Regions from separate parts of the Anas platyrhynchos genome. Here region 1 is linked to region 2. Evidence: chromatin contacts called from public Hi-C data. All regions are on one chromosome and are shown on one strand. Each heading gives the region's core, a stretch centred on a gene start, on an enhancer-like site or on the middle of the called end of the contact. The rest is flanking DNA. Distances are from core to core; before and after follow the strand shown.

What was found. Hi-C and Micro-C count contacts between places; a contact is called where the count stands out from the background.
Region 1: a contact with region 2 is called in a Hi-C map of liver, with 2.3 times the contacts expected there. The contact joins two enhancer-like sites. A contact is called at or near these places in 2 of 8 Hi-C or Micro-C datasets (liver and subcutaneous adipose tissue).

The regions. Positions count from the first base shown.
Region 1 is chr1:79,264,143-79,270,745 of IASCAAS_PekinDuck_T2T, reverse strand. It overlaps CCND2 (cyclin D2), which reads right to left and starts at 5,277. Exons shown (of 7, transcript XR_003494950.3): 1 at 5,071-5,277; 2 at 3,784-4,004; 3 at 2,065-2,280. Within about 2 kb of position 1,530, at least 4 of the 8 cell types and tissues checked have an H3K27ac peak or open chromatin away from gene starts, as enhancers often do.
Region 2 is chr1:79,145,544-79,152,058 of IASCAAS_PekinDuck_T2T, reverse strand. No RefSeq gene overlaps it. Among named protein-coding and RNA genes, the nearest start is that of NDUFA9, 51 kb to the right of the region's middle. Within about 2 kb of position 3,113, at least 2 of the 8 cell types and tissues checked have an H3K27ac peak or open chromatin away from gene starts, as enhancers often do.

The DNA of each region.
Region 1 (6,603 bases), core at 281-2,780, 120 kb before region 2:
AGGATCCAGTCCCACATTCTTTGCACGCCCAAAACTCCCAGTGAAATCAAAGGAAAACTCGGGCGCCTATGTAACTACTGGCCATTCCCCGCAATGTGATGACACACAGGAACGGCACCTCATCAACAGATCTGACTGTGGGGCTAGGTTTGCATACTTAAACATTTAAAATGAGTTTTGAATACCTTACAGTGCCCCGCAGAGCAGACAAAACTCAGGCCTTGGACTCATTTCTGTCTCATGCATCAACCATTAGCTATTAACTAAATTCCATGCACTGATTCTTGAGTCCTGATGATGCGTTAGCCTGATGGAGCCCAGCGTGGCGGGAAGCCCCAGCTAAGTTTGTAGAGCTGGCAAGTCAAAAAAAACGTCCTTTAATTTTGCAGCCCAGGAAACGTCAACCAGTGTTGCTGAGAAACCATAAACATGGACCCCACAACGCCATTTCTGCAGTTGTTTCTCTGAATAGATGTCTGCTCTAACAGCAAGTTACTTTCCTACAGACATTCCTACTGGATTATGACAGAGCCCTCCATAGCTTGGAAATCTCACATTCACGTACCTACCCCCTACAGGGCCCAAAAAACAGATGCTTCTTTTCTTCCCTCCCTCCCTCCCCCCAAAAAAATAATAAAAATAAGGTGTTTTAACAAAATGGCAATTACGTTAACTAAGGTCTGATCTTCCCAACAAAATAGATTCTGATCCAGAAAAGCACATAATGGTGTGATCTGGAAGACTGGGTAGAGGGAACGCAAGGTTAAATGGACGTGACAAGAAGAGGGAGGTACATTGTGCTCCCTCTTCTTGCACAGGGTCCACAGCGCTTCCTGCAACAGCCAGTGCCACCTGTGGGACACCTAATGCCTGTGACAGCCATGGCAGGGTTTGCAGTGCAGAGCTCTTTATTCTGCAGAAGCACGAGCTCCTGGCCCCTCCCCAGGGGGAATTCCCACTGGCTTCACCCAGTGATTCATAGGAGAAATTCTCGTGGGATTCAGCTAGCTATGCACATCCACCAGGGTCTGTGCGAATGAAGCTATCCGGCTGAGCGTGCATCCCACTGACAGGCTGAACAGAGTCGTTACACTTGGAAAAGACCTCCGAGATCATCTGCTCCAAACTCCCGCTCTATGCCACTCTGCACATATTAAGCATTCCCCTGAATAACCCTGATTCCTTCAGTTTCTGCTTTCCCAGTGTCTGCTTTGAACCCCCCAACGCCAAAACCCTTTCCCTCGTGGGTCGAACTCCCCCTCCATCACCTGCCTTGCCGAGAACCCCCTGCACGAACCAACCCCGCCGTTCATCAGCCGCACAGCAGCCGGCACCCCAACCTTGCCCACCGGCACCCCGCCACTTGCAGCCAAGCAAGCCCCGCAGCTGGGCGCAGCGCCCCGCCACTGCACCACCGGGCGAGGACGGCCACGGGGCCCCAAATCCGGCTGCCCCCGCTCCTTGCTCTCCCTCCCCGCTCCCTCCCTGGGGCCGCCTGGCAGCGGTTCAAGGGGTGAAGTCATGCCCGGCTCCGCGTGTCTGCCGCCAGGTGGAGCCGCAGCGCCGCGCCGCGCCGAGCCGGGCCGCCCGCAGCAGCGCCCCCGCCGCGGGGCAAGCACACGCGTGGGGCCGGGGCTCCCCCGGGGAAATGCGGGAGCAGCAGGAGCAGCAGCCGGGCAGCCGCAGGGAACTGCACGGGGGGTGTGCCAGGGGTGGGGGCAGAAGCTGCAAGGAGGGGAGCCCGGGACCCCCCCCACCACCGCTGCCACCGCCAGCAGCCCCCAGCCCCGGGGGCGCAGTGCACCCGCAGGATCGGGGCGGCCCCGCTCCATCACACGGGTGGCTCTAAGCACTTTTGACAATTCAGGAGAGCGTGTGAAGGAAAAAAAAAAAAAAAAAAGAAAAAAAAAGTGGAAAGCATGATTTTAAAAAGGGGGGAGCGTGGGGGGAGGGTGGCAAAAGTGGTGGCTGGCTGTGGAAGAGAGGGAGAGGGAAGGGGACAGCTGTCAGCGCAAGAGCTGATGCAGAGGATGGGCGTGCTGAAGGTGGAAGGGGGCTGCTTACCAGCAGCTCTTGGGGTTTGATGGAATTGTCCGTATATATGCACAGCTTCTCTGCTGTGAGGGGGATTGTCTCTTTCAGCTTGGAGGCCAGGAACATGCACACTGCCCCCAGCAGTTGCAGATGGCACTTTCGAGTGGGCACCACAGCTAAGAATCTGTCCAAGTAATTCATTGCCAGAGGGAAAACTTCTTCTTCACACTTCTGCTCTTCACAGACCTGCAAGCAAGGAGAGTGGGGAGGGGAGGATGGGAGGGTGGGGGGCAGAGAAAGAGACAAGAAATAAAAAAATGAATAAACGAGTGACCCCACAAAACACACCACTGCCTGTGCGCTGCAGCTCCTGCTATTTTTGTTTCCCGGGGAGCTAAATTTTGGGGGAGGGGGAGATCTCTGGAGAGGCTGGGAAGGCTGTCAATCGGCTTTCACATTCCTTTAGTTCATTCAGTAAGAAATGAATTCAAGACACTGTGTGGGAGAGCCGAAAAGCCCCATCCAGCAGCAATGAGCAGCCTCCGACTTTTTTTTTTTGCGACCCAATTCTTCTTTTTTTTTTTTTGATTTCGTCATATTTTCAAAAAATCGATAAAAATATCAAAACACCCCTGGAGGTCCCGGTTTTGGTGCCAGTGGCATCCCGGGGCGGTCCCCTATCGTTTCCGACAATTGCAAAAATTCCCCCGGGGGGCATCCCCCAGTTCTGCGCCCCTGATCCGGTGCGGGGGGGAAGGACGGGAGACACAGCGAGGGCGAGGTGGGGTGGGGAGAGCCCGAGCAGCCTGAATCCTTAGAGCAGGAGCAAGCGAGAAAATTATTTCAAAAATTTACTAAAAATCAGCGCTGCGGAGAAACCGCACAAATCGCACATGAAAATCAAGCGGAGGGTCTGCTCTTTCCAACCCGGGGGGATTTGTCTGGGAAAAGTCCCCCCCAAAGGAGATCCGAAGTGGGCAAATGATGATGGTAGGAGCTAGGGCAAGGCAGTCAAGCCTGCGGGGCTGCGGGCCCGCTGCCGCCCCATGCTAAGGATCGGGGTGCAGGAGGTGTCCGCCGCCTGCTCGGGCTTCCCTGCAGCCCCTGGCTGCATTTGGGGGGGAGGGGGTGCAGCGGCGCGGGGCCCCCCCGGAGCCCCTTCTTGGAAAGAAGGGTGAAGACGGGCTCAGCGCCTCCGAGCAGCTGCACGCAGCTCAACATGGCGAAAAAAGGCACGTCCTAACCGCTGCATACGTGGGCATGAAATCCTCGCTGGGCAAAACGTGGGGGGCACCGGTCACCCCCCGCCCCTCGCCCTGCCCCAGGCGCAGCTCCTTTTCCCAGAAAAGCCACAATCTCAGGCGCTCCAGCCGCGCTCCAGCCGCCCTGCAGCCGGAGGCGGCTTTTCTTTTCTTTTTACTTGCAAATGACTTGCCCAGCTCCCCCCCACTTCCTCCCCTCGCTGCACCCCGCTTTGCAGAAGCGGCAGCCCCCCGGCAGGGCGACTGCCAGGGCAGTCTGCGAGATGCTCCCCGCGCCCCTTCCCCCACCGCACCGAGGAAAGAAGAAAAAAAAAAAAGAAAAAGAACCCTCCCCCCCCCCCCCCAAAAAAAAAACCAACCCCAAACCCACGGTGACCGGGGGGGCGACAGGCTGCAGGAGGAGAGGGGCAGTGAGGCAGGGGCGCTGCGCCCCAGCCCCCCGCGGGCAGGGGGCTCAGTGGGGCCGGGGTGGCCAGCAAATACGAACCTCCAGCATCCAAGTGGCCACCATCCTCCTCATGAAGGGCTGGATGTCCTTCTGGACGCACTTGAAGTAGGAGCACTGGGGCAGATACCTCTCCTCGATGGTTAGTAAGTTGTGCAAAACGCGGTCGTCGTAGAGCAAGTTTGGGTCAGGCAGAGCTCTCCTCATGGGATCCACCTCGCAGCACAGCAGCTCCATGTTTCCAAAGAGATCTCCCTCTTTCTCTGATGGAAAAGTTTTTTTTTTTTTTTTTTTTTTTTTTTGGGGGGGGGGGGAAGGGGGTGGGGAAAGGAGAGGGGTAAAGGAGGAGGGGTAGGTGGGTGGGAGGAAGACGGCAGGGCTTTCCAGCTCGATCCTGCCTCCCTTGAAACTCGTCTCTCCCTCTCTCGATTTCTAGCTTAAAGTTGAAGCAAAGTGACGCAACTCGCCAGGGCAGGCAGTTCTCTCTCTTGTTATTATGGAGAACAGCAGCTGGTCAGACGTAACATCAAACGCGCTTTTTTTTTTTTTTTTTTTCCTCTCTATAAGCTAACAAGGAACCAGGAGGCCCTCGTATAGGGACACACACACACAAATGACAGCTTCTCTTTTCTCCCTTACAGCGACCGAACGAAATCCGCTCCGCACTTTTCCTCCCGCGGGGAGCCTGCCTTTCGTCTATTTCCCCCCCTTTTCTGGCCGCAAGGGGCTTACGGGCTCCCCCTCGGCACCCACCGGGGCTGCGAGGGCTAAGGACGAAATGCCCCTGCTTGGTGGCGCGCCACATGCACGTCCCGTGTCCCCCCCCTCGAGCCCTTGACCCGCTCCCCCCCCCCTCCTCCGGTACCCCCCTTTAATCTGAGCCGGGGGGGGAGCGTGCAGAGCTCCCTGATAGCTCCAGCCTAAGAGCAAACCCGAAGAAAAAAAAAAAAAAAAGGCAAAAATATATATTAAATAAAAAAAATGAAAAAGAATGAAATAAAGTAAGATATGCCGAGGGTGCTGGAGGGGTGAGCGCTCGGCAACGCTTTCAGGGTGCAATCTAGCAACAATCCCTCCGCCACTTCCTCCGGTCTGCACGCCTTGCGAGCAGGCGAAGTGCTTCAGCAGCGCACGGCCGCAACTTTCTAGGAAACGGCGCGGGGGGGTCCGGGGGCCGGCTGGGGGCAGCGGGAGCCCCGCACCGAGGGCTCCCCCCCCGGCAAGGCGCTGCCCGGGCCCCGCCGTCGGCGCCCGCGGCTGCAGCCCCGCTGCCCCCGGTGGGAGCCCCCTGCCCCAGCCCGGGGCTGCTCGCTCTGCTCCCTCGCCTACCTCCGGGCAAAGCAGCCGGCTGGAAAAACGCGTCAACTTTGTGAGGTCTCTGCTGCAGCCCCCGCCGGGCTGGGGGCTCCCGAGGGGGAAGGAGCTGCTCGGGGGCGGCCCCGACGTGCATGCGGGTAGCACGCTGCCGGGGGCCGCCGGCCGCCCCCCCGGAGGTGGACTGAAGGGAAGGGGAGGGGGTGTGGGGGGGAAATACCGCCTTAAAACTGTGAGTGCGGAGTTTGGGGCGCCGCTTCCCCTCCCTCTATTTGCATAGCCAATAGCTCTGGGGCTCTCGCCGCTGCGCGCTGATTGTTACCGGGCAGATTATATTTTAAGGACGCCTGCCGCCCGGCATCCAGAGCGGCCCCGGGGGGACGGGGGCGAAGAGCAGCCCCCTCACCTGGCCTCCTCGGGCGAGGGGGGGCAGCGCTGCCCCCTCCCAGCCCGGCCGTCGCCCCTCTGCGGCGCAACGGGAGGGATGGGACCGGCTCTGCCTCTCCCCCCACCACCCGCCGTGTGCATCTCCCCGCCCGTCGGGGCAAACGTGGCTTTTTAGCTACCAAAAAGCTGCCGGGACTCCCTGCCCCGCGACCCCTGGGCGGGTGACACCGCCTGGAGCCGGCTCTCCGAGGCGCTGGTACCGGCGTTGCCCTACAAGAAGGGTCGCACGCCCCTCGTCCCGTCCCATCCCGTCCTTGAAGCGCTGCGTGTGGCCCCTCGCCCCCTCCGCCCCTTCGAGGCGAGGGCTCGTTGGGGCCGGGCCAGGCTCGGTGGGGACGGGGGCGCGTTTTGGGAAGGCGGAGGGGGGCTGCCTGGGGGGTACCCCCCGCCGTACGTCGGTCAGGGACCCTCAGCAGAGCGGCGTGCCCCGCAATGAAAGGCTCTTTAACTTCCACCATTCATTTCCCCTTCCTGGCTACTCCTGCGAACAGGGAGCGTGTTGTGGCAGCGCACGTTTTTCCTTCTCCAAACTTAAATTCATAAGCGCTCCCGTCCGGCTTTGTAGCCCGACAATGCGGCGATTGTGATTTATGGGGTTTCGGGGCGGGGGGGGGGCGACACGGGAGTCCTAATTGCCCAGCCGCGACTTTGGGAAGTTGGGTGATGTCTGGGGCACGGCGCCGGCGGGGACGCGAGGCCCCCGCACCCCGCGATGGGATCCGCCCGCCCGAGGGCTGCCGCATCCCCGCCGCTTTGCCTGGGGGTTCCCTTAAAAAGAATAACCCCCCCGCCCCTCAATCAATCCATGGAAGTACGCCAGCTTTGCACACGCGGAGGTGCCGCTGATCTGCAGCGATGTGATAAAAAAAAAAAAAAAAAAAAAGTAAAGAAACCCAAGAAACCCACACCTTTCCCCGGTGCGACGGCTTTCATGGTGGGTCACGCTTCCCAAAAGGAAAACGCTCTCGGTCCCCCCCGCACTGCCCCTTCGCCTTGTCCCCGTGCCCACGGGCACTGCCGCATGCGACTGGAGGCAGCAGATGTTTTAACAGCCTCCGTGGAGAGATTACCGAGTGCCATATGTTAAATATCACTCTCCCT
Region 2 (6,515 bases), core at 1,864-4,363:
CTGGGCGTCCCTCCCGGGGACTATTCCTCCTCCTCCTCCTTCTCCTCTTCTTCCTCCTCCTCCTCTTCCTCTCCTCCCTGTTGCGCGGCTTTGCCAAGCTTTACGAGGGTCTCTACGAGCCCCACACTGCCTTTGAGTGTCCCTATGCAAGGGCAGGATGAACCGGCACAGGGGGAATTCTTGTGGGGGAAAGTGGTTACGCCAGGCAGGGGGTGGAGGGTGAGCTCCAAGTGCTTCAGCAGTAACTATCTGAGGCCAGACTTTTATCCCAGTGCAACCCCCTGGGATGGCAATGCAGCTTTGCTGCTTTTTCAGTGAACAGAGAAAGCATGCACGTGTGTATTTGCTGCAGAGGAAGAGCTGCACTGCAAATTTATCTGTGTTCCTGTACTTGTACCTTAAAAGTCTGTCTCAAAGGAACCCTGATTTCGCTCCTCCAAACACTTTCATTTGTTTGCTGTAAATACCTTAACCCAACATTCCTACTGATGCTCCTGCAGAAGTTGGAGTGTGTCTGAAAAGAGGTGATGGATCTGTCTTGCGTTTTGGAGACATGCATTCTGCATCATCTCATCTGACAGGACAAATTGTACAGGGGAATAGGGAAGTTAAGAAGAGCTGAAAGCTCTTACTGTAACCAAATAATGTGGCAAACGCTTTGAGAGGGATCTGAAAATGAGTCTCCACAAACCATCTTCATGCCATTTCAAGCAAAAAATGGATGAAAGTCTCTCTATCATAAGGATGTTGCCTATGCAAGAAAGATGCAGCATTTAGGAACTACACAGGGTGAGAGAAGGTAATCCACCTCACCTTGGACAAGGACAGCTGTGTTGAGATGAAAGTTCTCTGGTCCAACTTGTTCTATGTAAATTGTTGATGGCTCCTTTGTGCAGTCAGATGCAAGATGCTCTGTGTCACTCACACACTGTACCTGGATCAGAGCCTGCCAATTGTATGAGGGCCTGCCTGGACTGTGCTAGAGACCTATGAGGATGTGGGAGAGAACCTGTTCAACAAAAAGCAAGAAAGAAAAAGGGGTCAGAGACCTAGTCCCTGTGGGCTGTACAAGCTTTCCCACAGGCTACCTGAATCACAAGGGTTGCCAGCTGGCCAGTGTTGGACTAAGGGCTTGACCCCCTGCCCTTCCATACTGAGGCATGCAGTCACTTTGCAGGTCATAAAATGAGCCACGGTGCCTGACATGCACTCACATATGGAAAGGGAGAACTGATCTCTGAGTGTTGCCTCAAGGAAATGATGCAGACTGTTCATTTCTGAGGACCCCTCAAGTTTTGACCTTCATTTTATAAGAGACAGAATGCTGTGGAGCTCAAGTATGCTCTTTCTGTCCCGCTGCCTGTTCCAGTGAGAACATTTACTCATAAAACCAGCCCCTGTGCATTTTGGCTAGCTACAAAAATGTGTATGGACTTATTTCTCCTTTAATGAATCCCAACAAAAGTCTCACCCAACTGAGTGCTTTAAAAGAACATGAAACTCATGTAATTAAAGTACAATTTAAAAAACCTTGGTCTTTTAGATAAACTTGCCCAAACCTGCCCACATAACTAGTGAAAAAAGATGTAGGAGAGACAGAGCCTTGAAATGGTGTTTGTATTGGAAGTGATGTGAAAACTAAGTTCAGTCTGACTAGGTAGACAGATACATACAGGGAACTGAAAATTGTTGTGCAAGGGGTCGTACTTAGAACATACCAGAGTCAGATAAGGGTCAGAGAGGGTCTGCTCTTAAAATTGGTTGTGTCTATATCTGTAAAGGAGTGTGTGTGGATAAACGGTACTGCAAGGTTGTGCTGGTGCCTCTTAGAGTGCAGAATGGATATGCAAAAACAGCTTTGAGCTACTGAAACAACTTCTGCAAGTAATTGCTAGATGATATGAGTAAGAAGATCAAAATTTTGGCAGATTATACAACTTCACAGTGATGGGTATGAACAGAATACAGCAAGAGCTGGAAGTATGATTAGTAGAAAAGAAGCTTGTCCTACATCTGGGAGAAAATACTCAGAAATCTAACTATTTAGTGGGAGAATGAAACTTGAAAAGCATTCAATCCTGAGGGACTCCAGGGAGAAAAATAGACACGAGTTTCCACTGTGATATAGCAGAAGGAAATAAATGCAATTTGGGGCTTTATATGAATGCGCAAGTGGGGATTTGAGGAGCAGGAGATGGGCAGTTCTGTGACAGGTACCAGAGAGCTGCATATTAGTAGGATTTGTGAGCAGACGTGGGTTCCTTATTTAGCCAAAGACTCCTGTGTACTGTAAACTTGAACAGATTAGACTTCAGGAGACCTGGACATATTGAGAAGTAGAGGAATTTGAAGACATTTAGGCACATGTAGGTAACTGGAATACATCTAAATATCTACCCTGGGAGTTGCATGGTTGCATGAGGAGTGAGGAATATTTCTTGAAGATTAAAAACCACAGGAACTCCAGCAGTGGCAACAAGACAGAACAATCTGGAGTGCTACTGTTTAATGTCGGCTCAGAAGAAGGAAGAGAAGATGTGATACACCAAGTTCTGATCTCAGTTTTCACTGTTTTTGCACCAGAATCATTTCTGAGAAGTACTGGGAAGGTAGTGCTCTACCCATGAGCCATGTGAGTCTCCCATAACTCATGGTATGGGTAGCAGCTCATGTTTCAGTGACAGCCTTCAGAAAAGTCTGAAGCACTGCCCTGATATTAAAGCACAGAATTCCCAATACTATGGTGAGATACTTTGTCCGAATTTACCCAAAGGGAAAAAAATGTATGGAAAGTTTAAGTGACTTACTTTATTTTGTGCAAATCTGGGGCCCTGCCAGGAACAGAAATAGCACTCAGCCTCTTTGTTCTTAACAGCACTGAACCAAAGGAACCTCTACTAGGATCTCCAAGGATTTCTTCCTACTGCAAAAGCTTTTCAGTGTCAGTTCAGTTCCAGCAAACTGGGGGGGGGGGAGGGCTGGGAGGACTAACCGGAGGAATGCCATGCATTACTCACATGCTTGCAAACAGCTTGGTATGTGAAGGCTGAGATGCAGGAGGCAGCAGTGCCTGGCTAGGAAAATGCCTGAGCAGTTCAGGTGGCCAGTTGGCAGGGATCCACACAGCGAGTGAAGGGTGACTCAACAACGTCTGGGGGTACTCAGCAAAGCTCTGCTGTGCCTCCTGCCTTTCAGCCATCTGGTCTGGCCAGTGGACAGCAATGCCTCCCACTGAGGTCACCTCAAGGAAGCAGCATTTCTGAGCAAAGTGGAGGCAGTACTGCTTGAATGCCTACCCTTCCCAAAGACGTGGCAGGAAACCTAAAACCCAGCTCACCAAACAATTTAATTTTGTGCTTAAGCCAAACCATATTTAAAACAACAACAACAACAACAACAACAACAACAAAAAAACATATAAACATGCTTTACAGTTTTGGGCTCTGCCACACTGAAGGCATGGTGGCAGAAAACTCTGAGATGTTTAATTAAGATGGTGCTTGATGAGTTACAGGAAGGAATTTTAGGACAAGTTTGCCTGAGATTACAATGAGTAAGCTTAACTGTTCCACACCTCTCTTAAATACTTTGTGCATCCTACAGCAGTAATCTAATCCTGCTTGGTGTCAGTTTTCTTAATTATGTAATGTGAAAAATTATCATTCTCCAGGTGTTGGTACTGGACAATGGAACAGCTCTATGAATAGAAGATGCCATAAAACAACATATTCTGTGGCTATTACTATTGAAAATAATGATGAAATGTGTAATGATGAAATGTGTAATTGTTTCAGTGGGTCAAAGCCTAACAAAAAGATAAACCAACTTGTTCTGCTGATGCATTTGAATTACTGTTAAAGAATAACTGCCTGAGTAAAGTCTGATTCACTCAGGTGCAGATTTCTAACAGCAGTCACCTAGTGGATTAAGTACCCTCATAAATTTGGCCCTATAGCTTTTCTCAATACCTGGAACATCTGTGGGCAGATAGGCGTAGGTGGCTGAGTTAAGTCACATTGTTTTCATCTTAGGAGTGATGCAGAATGGCATTTTGAGAAATGGTAAATGTTATCTGAAATCTGTTCTTTTTCTTTTTTTTTTTCTTTTTCTGTCAGGATTAATTTGAGACCAGTGGGAGATGCAATAGAATTGCGCTAGTGGTGTGTGGAATTGCACAGTTGAATTTGGACACATAAGGGGCTTTTTAAAACCAGGCAAACATTTTTGAATTCTCACTGCATGTGTCTTTCCCTTACTCCAGAATCTCGTCTAAGTGTCAGGAGAAAGTAAGGTCTCTGGAATGTTCATTGAAAGGAAACACTTCCAGAGTGATGCAGCTCTCCACAATGCATTACCTTATTTTTTTTCACCTTAGTAAATATTGGAAAAAATTATTTCAGTATTTATGTAGTGTTACCACTACCAAGAAACCCTGAAGTTTAAAGGGACAATTGCACCAAGTATGCTTTCAGTCCAGTAGTTAGTTTGATTCCTGGTAATTAGAAGGTCACATACACATTCTGAAGGCATTTAAACTCTTTTTCCCTAATGATTTGATAATAAAATTTAGTGTGTCTACTTATTAAATGGACAACAGAGAATGAAGCAGTCATTCAAGATCTTTCCCAGCATCTGTGATGACAAATCAGCTGTTAAGGGACAAAACTCACATGTATAGATAAGGTAAATTACCATAAATATTATTCTGCCAGTGATTACAATTAGGTGATGTGGCTACTGAATGTTAGAAGACAATTATTATTTCATTTGCACTATGTTATTATTGGAGAGCCACATCAGAACATGACCCTGCTGCATAAGACACTATACAAGGACAATATAAAATAATTCCTGCTCTGAAGGATCATCAGTATGAAATATCTTTTGTAGCTAATTACTTTCCACCATTTCCCTATTTCTAATGTCTTCTGTTTCTGAGCTATCCATGCTATCTCCTGATAGTTTTCTGAAGCTTGAGGTTTTTCTTCTTCCTCTCCATTTCTTTATTTTTTGTTGTCTTTTATTTTTCTGGTAAGTACATATATTGTTTATTTGTTTGTTTATTTATTATTCGATCTGAACATGGTCATCTCCTTCCCTTGAAGGAATCCTGCTTTCCTTTATTCCTTTTCTGCTGCTCTTCACCTTTGTTTCATTGAGGTCAGATTTTCAACAGACATGAATCAGCAGTTACCCTGGCAGCTTACCACTACTGAGACTGGCCACTTGTTCTCTTTGATCTCAATGGCATTTTACTGTCTCCCACCTCCATCCTACAATAACTTGCAGTTGCATGACATTGTGCAGACCTTATCCAATGAAACATTACAGTGATGGGATAAGGTAGATAAATATTATGCTTATAACACAGGCAAGTAAACACAGGCAAAAATGTAATAAGGGTCAAGGTCATGGGAGTCAATGTACGAGTTTATATTAATCCAGAAATCCTTTGTTCTCAACTCTCTGATACATCAACTACATATCACACTAATGCACTACTGTTCTTTGAGCCCAGTGCACTTCCTACTTCCAATGGCTTCCTACCAGAGCAGCCAGACAACAACAGTGGGAAAACTGCTTGTAGTGATCCTGGAGTTATAGTAGCCATGTCTACCCTGGATGTCTCCTGTCTGCTCAGCAGCGTTAAACTTCAGTAGACTCACAAACTGCTCTCATTTCCAAAGAGAGAGTAGTTTTGTTGCCTATTGCCATGTGGTTGAATGCAGTTCTGTGTCTACGTAGAGTTATTCTTAACACTATAAATAGTCTTAAAGAACTAAGGAGGCCCACAGTGACATACTCTGAAGGGTGTTTGAACAGCAAGAAGAAATCTAGAAGGAATCCTGTAAATCCAGAGGATTGCTGCCAAATGTTCGTGTGGGCTGTGGTTTAGTACAAGCCACTCCCTGGGCTGCCATGGCCGGAGGGAAAATTTAGCAAACAATGCCATTGACTGCCTCCCCCCAACCCCAATGGATTCCTTTCCAAAAAGATAATTTGCTATTGAAGTAGGTAGCTTCACAAGCATGTGTTAAGATGTAGATTATAGAGCACAGAGATGAGTTTCTGGAGACTTCCAAATGTTGCCCCATGGTAGGAAAGCTTTCCGTGGGAAGAACCAAGGACATTTCCCTTTAAGGAGAGTCTTGCAATGATAGAGATGAATCACTGTGGTGGATTCAGAAATCTGCTTCTCCTTGGAGCAAATTGCACAGGTACCATTGTAAGAGAGAAAGAGAAAGATGTATTAGAAAGATATGGTAAGAATCCGCTTTTGGGGAGGAAAGGATAAGTAAGAGAATAAACCTACAAAAGGCCATGAAAGACAGTGGCAGGATTTTACTGCTGACTTTAAGAGATGTAAAAGTCAGCTGAATAAAGATGGGGTTGGATGTGAACAAGAATTTTTAGATGGTAAAGGACCTGCTAAAAACTATTTTGAGTTGTGAAGAACAAGACTAAGTGTGCTTAGAAACACAAGTTTGTGCAGAAAGTATCAATTTTCTTTATTC